2 separate regions of the Hordeum vulgare genome follow, and region 2 is linked to region 1. The links are chromatin contacts, called in public Hi-C maps. All regions are on one chromosome and are shown on one strand. Each heading gives the region's core, a stretch centred on a gene start, on an enhancer-like site or on the middle of the called end of the contact. The rest is flanking DNA. Distances are from core to core; before and after follow the strand shown. Region 1 has its middle 51 kb from the start of LOC123409107. Region 2 has its middle 16 kb from the start of LOC123407685.

Region 1 (2,822 bases), core at 195-2,694:
ATATCAACATCTATTAGACACTAGGGTCCATCCATATCCCCGAGATCTAGGGGAACTACTCACTCATGAAGGCAAGAAACATCATGCCACTAGTGATAGAGGACATGAACCAATCACACACATAATATACAAGTTGTTCCCTTCAGAGTTCTTCGGATTACAATGAATAAGATGTGGATGATGATGATGATGACAGTGGTGACGATATTGAGGCCTTTTCGGTGACAGTGATGGAGACGACGACCTCCTCCTTGCTGATTCCTCTCCCCGGATCGCTCTGGAGGCTAGGGCTCCTACTTATGGTCGAGTTTCTGGTGTCTCTGGACGTCTAGTCCATGATCCGTCTTCACGGGGTGAATATAGTTGACTTGACGACGGCGACAGCACTCCATATGACTACCCATACGAGCAAGTGTGGTCGTATGGAACACCGTCTTTTGCATTGGAGGCTCGGCGACGATTGCTTGTTTGCCCTTTCTGCTTGATTTTTTCTTGTGATAGGTGATCACCACTTTAAGTATGTGATTCTACTATCATTTCCTGAGATTTCTTCCATAAAATAATATCCGGTTCAGAAAAGCGTTATCTGAAAAATGACAAAAAAAAGTGCACGAACGCACTAAAGTTTCATAAAGCCTATTGAGGAGGCGCAAAAATAGTAGCATAATAGTCACATAATTTAGACTCGTCAACTCTAATTATTCCAACGACCGAAAAACCAACAAACCAACCCATGGTTGGATGGTTAGTTGGACTGTGGTATCCCCGGTCCACCAGAGTTCAAGTCCTAGTCTTGACGTTGGTGTTTGCATTTTCCTACTTTTAGTGGGAGTTCAGTGGAAGGAGACGTTTCTGTCGACAACGAAGGCGTTAGTGGCGACTTCGTCAATCATAAGATGATGTGCCGGCTTAGTCTTTCGAAAAAGTTTATAGAGATAGAATGTATGTGCGTGTGTTTATAAAGGTGAATGTACGCTTATATACGTGAGCGACTTCGATTGTACTCCCTCCGTTCCTAAATATAAGACATTTTAGAGATTGTACTATAAACTACATACAGATGTACATAGCCGTACTTTAGAGTATAGATTCATTCATTTTGCTTCATATGTAGTCTTCTAATAAAATCCGTAAAAGGTCTTATATTTTGAAACGGATGTAGTACTGTGTAAGAAAAACCACCGAAGAACGAGAGAGCCCGACCATTTATCTGCTACTGACAACGGTATCATACTCAAAATCTGCGCAGCAGAGCTGAACCTTCTCCACGAGTTTTTTTTATGCAGGGCAGCTCTTTCGGATAATGCAAATTACGCAAGTTGGTTAATAATTTTTGAGCAACGTGACAGCACACGACGATGGATCCGGCGGAGGATATGCCGCACTGAACAAAGCTTTGGGCAGATCGTAGAAGCCGCCAACGGAATATGCAGCGTAGCTCGCGAACAGCTGATCTGTGTGATGGTACGTCTCAGGCCCGGATCCATAGTGGTGCAAACTGTAAGGCCCGCACAGGGCTCAAGAATTTAGGGTGTCTAAAATTTTTGGGAAGTGATCTCCGTCTGCGCGTCGGCCCTAATTTTCGGCCGACCGCGCACGAGGCGCAGGATCCAGCAACCCCGCGTCGTCCGTATCGTTGGATGCGCATGCAACATTTTTCCTCCAATGCAGTAAAATTTCGATGTAATGCAACAATTTTTTCAACGGTTGCAATAAAAAATAAAATTTGTAATAAAAAAATATCTACGTGATCGTAGCAAAAAAATAAAGCTGATGGTGCGTGGTAGCAAAAGTTAAACGCCGGTTGTAGCAAATATTTACGTGACGTGTATGCAACTTTTTTAGTGAACGGTTGCAGCAAAATATGATGTCGGTTGTAGCAAAAATTAACACGGTTGTAGCAAAAGTAAAAAACATCAATTGTAACAAAAAAATTGAAGAACTGAAGTTGTAACCAAACGTATATACAACAAATATGAAGTTGGTTGCAACAAATTTACGTGAGAAAAAAGCTGCATGGAAAAACGTTTGTATCAACGAAACATACGATTGCAGTAAATTTAACGAAAAAAAGTTACGAGCATTTGTCAACGAGCGCGCGGCCCGCACGCGACCCGCCGAACGATTTGGCCGGCGCGCCGGGTGAAAACGATTCCTAAATTTTTTTTAGGTAGGCTATATGTATTAAAAAAAACCTATGGACTATTCACTATTGAACCAGTGGGCTGCTGGGAGCCAGCGAGCCAGCCAGGCTCGATCTCCCGCATGGGCAGGATCCAAGATCGCTGGTGACCTTTTTTTGAGTAAGCCGCGAAGTTTGAAAAAAAACAGCCAGGCTCGATAACCCGACCTGCGCACTCTAAATCTAATGAGCTTCCCCTGATTACGCTACTGCCGCTTTTTTTAGATCGCGGCAGCCTGCAGATCGCCACTTCGTCGCCTCGTCCGTTTGTCTCCTCGTCGTTCGTCTCCTCTTCCTCGCCTCGTCCGCTCGCACGCCGTTCGTCGCACACTACATACCAGAAAAACCTACTACGCCTACGGTTTTTCCTATGTCGATGGTTTTTTATCGGGGCCTTCGTCATAGTTGGAGCTATGCCGACGGCTTGCTAAAAGGCCTCGACACAGAAAAGCTGTAGGCATATCTACATCTACGCCGATGGCCTCCGTCGGCACAGAAAAGACCGTCGGCCTATACGCCTACGTCCATCGTCAGTATACAAAGGGCGTCGACGTAGATATGGGGCCAAACGACTGCCCCCGTGACGGGGGCTAACTCCGTCCGGTCTATGCCGACGGCTAGACGTTTGGCCGTCGGCATA
Region 2 (2,829 bases), core at 148-2,647, 160 kb before region 1:
TAATGGCGATCAGTAGTTGTTAGCTGATCACATGTCACCCTCGCAGTTTAGAGAATGTTATCGCGCAGATGGATCCAGCCAGGGGTGGACGCCCTCGAAGCTGCATTGATTGATTGATAGGAGATGCATTCGATTTCAGTCGAGGTCGCGCAACAAGCTCTGAGATCAGACGTTTTTGATTTTTGAGTTCTCGCCGGCCGGAAGACGTATGGGACAAGAGTCTATGGCACGAACCGATGTTATGTACTCCCTCCGTTCCTTAATACTCCCCCGTCCGAAAATTCTTGTCCTAAAAATGAATGTATTGGATGTATCTATAATTAAAACAAGTCTAGATTCATTCATTTCTAAGACAAGTATTTTCGGACGGAGGAAGTATAAGTCTTTTAAGAGATTTCAATAGAGAACTACATATAAAGCAAAATGAGTGAATCTATACTCTAAAGAATGTCTATATACATCCGTATGTAGTTTCCTAGTAGAATATCTAGAAAGACTTATATTTAGGAACGGAGGGAGTAGCTTATCTTCTTAACATTGGAGAATGTAAAATTGTTATTTGAAACCATTCCGTCGACATGGCAACAGGTGAATCGCTATAGTTGAACATGCATCTTGGAGGCTACCAAGAAAGAACCAATGTTTGTAGTTCGAACCATTCGGTCGACATGAGAACAGGTGAAAAATTCACTATAGTCGCACATGCATCTTGGAATGCTACCGTCGCTAGCTTGGCTTAGCTTCTCTTTTGGATTATTGCTCACACCTATAGCAAATGAGAATAGCTGCAGCAGGCCAAACTTGAGTTGCAGTTCTTTTTTGAGGGATTGCTCACTTTTTTTAGTTCTTTTCTGGATCTGGGGCAGTCGATGAGCTACGATTGAGCGAGAAAATAGGATCCTGTAGTTTATCAACCAACACTCCGGTGCATGGCATGTACCTCCTGTTCTAAGGACAGCTAGGACAACCAATGAAAATAGTTCTCCGGCAAATCAAGTTGAAATGGACTACTCCCTCAAAAAGGGACCACTGAGTGACTAGAAAGCGTTGTACTAGTTAATTTGTACCTTGGACGAATATTGGATATATTTGCAAAAACATTTTAACTGGATTCGTTCAAAATTCAGGGTGAGGCACTGAATCGGCGGCTGACTACAATTGTGATCGTAGCACCACACCCTTCAAGTTCAGTTATACGACAGTTTGCGGATGTTCCTACGTGGTATGTACTCTTTTGCAAAACACACTGTCAACCGTCTGAAATGGCGTCAGAAATTATATGGCACATGTTCACAGAGGCAAATTATCTGAAGAAACTGAACCAGATCGGTATGACGACGATCCAATGGCAGCAGACAGCAACATGTGTGAAGACTGCAGGAGATAGGATGGAATCTTTGCCGATGCTAACCAAGGAGGAAGTAGTGTTGTGGTCCATGAGAGAACAGCCTAGCCAGAGCATGGGATAGGGACCAGAAAATATTTTGTGTATGTCTATACGCGACTGTGTGAATGTGCAGCAACAGCTAGCACTGTTATCCTGAATACCATATAAATCCTTTGGAGACAGAAATACAGCCGATCATGAGGCATTATGACAGAGATGGAACTATAAAAGTGGATCCGATATGGATATCCGACTGACTACTGTACGGATCCTTCGTAGAAATGAATATTTTGTGAAATATTCTTGTCCCTGTACAACTACTATACTCATTAATGATAAGCATGCAACTTTTTTTAGAAAATAAAGATTCCCTCTAGCCTCTTCATCAATACAATGCATGAAGCCACTTTATTAAAAAAGCAATTAAATAGTATGTGGTTTCAAACAAGCTTTGAAAATGCAGGAAAGTAATTCAAAATAAACCAAAAGATTCCACAACCAGCTACATAAGCCTAGATTCCTAACCATCTATCCTATTAGTGGACCGTCATTCAAATCGGGTGTAGATATCCCGATCTACCATCTTTCATCGGATAGACCCACTAATCATAGGCTTTTTGGTTTCCACAGGAGTGAGTAACGATTATGTACGGATCAACAACGATGCCTTGTACAGTACGTGCAAAATATTTATATGTGTTTGTTTGTTAAAAATCAAGTCATTCCCGCAGTTTCATATAGCCCAAAGCAATGCACACACTCCTAAACGAATATGTCTAGCAATAAGCATGTCCATTCCATTTAGCCACGTCCCAAACAACGTTTCAATGCTATCCGGAGGTATGATATCATGGATGGGATCGAACTCCAAAAAGGTTAGATCAGATGGGATCAAACTCCAAAAATGTTTTCTTTCATTGGTATGCTCCTCACTTGGTATAAAGTCATTGGTTGCATTGGTGAGCGAGGTCTCCTGCTAGGCTCCCGCTCCCGCTAGGGTTACCCCCGGCTGTTGGAAATATGCCCTAGAGGCAATGATAAAATAGTTATTATTATATTTCCTGTTTCAAGATAATCGTTTATTATCCATGCTATAATTGTATTGAATGAAAGCATAAATGCATGTGTGGATATATAGACAAAACAATGTCCCTAGTAAGCCTCTAGTTGACTAGCCAATTGATCAAGGATGGTTAAGGTTTTCTGACCATATGCAAGTGTTGTCACTTGATGACTGGATCACATCATTAGGAGAATGATGTGATGGACAAGACCCAAACTATGAACGTAGTATGTGATCGTGTCATTTTGTTGCTATTGTTTTCTGCGTGTCAAGTGTTCATTCCTATGATCATGAGATCATGTAACTCACTGACGCCGGAGGAATACCTTGTGTGTATCAAACGTCGCAACGTTACTCGGTGACTATAAAGGTACTCTAC

Evidence for each region. A called contact is a pair of places that touch in the nucleus more often than the background predicts.
Region 2: a Hi-C map of seedling shows a contact between it and region 1, with 1.7 times the contacts expected there. The contact joins two enhancer-like sites. A contact is called at or near these places in 4 of 6 Hi-C or Micro-C datasets (leaf and seedling).

What each region holds. Positions count from the first base shown.
Region 1 is chr7H:471,167,318-471,170,139 of MorexV3_pseudomolecules_assembly, reverse strand. No RefSeq gene overlaps it. Among protein-coding and RNA genes, the nearest start is that of LOC123409107, 51 kb to the left of the region's middle. Within about 2 kb of position 1,444, at least 2 of the 3 cell types and tissues checked have open chromatin away from gene starts, as enhancers often do. A contact at or near this core is called in seedling, where this site is marked.
Region 2 is chr7H:471,324,884-471,327,712 of MorexV3_pseudomolecules_assembly, reverse strand. No RefSeq gene overlaps it. Among protein-coding and RNA genes, the nearest start is that of LOC123407685, 16 kb to the left of the region's middle. Within about 2 kb of position 1,397, at least 3 of the 3 cell types and tissues checked have open chromatin away from gene starts, as enhancers often do. A contact at or near this core is called in seedling, where this site is marked.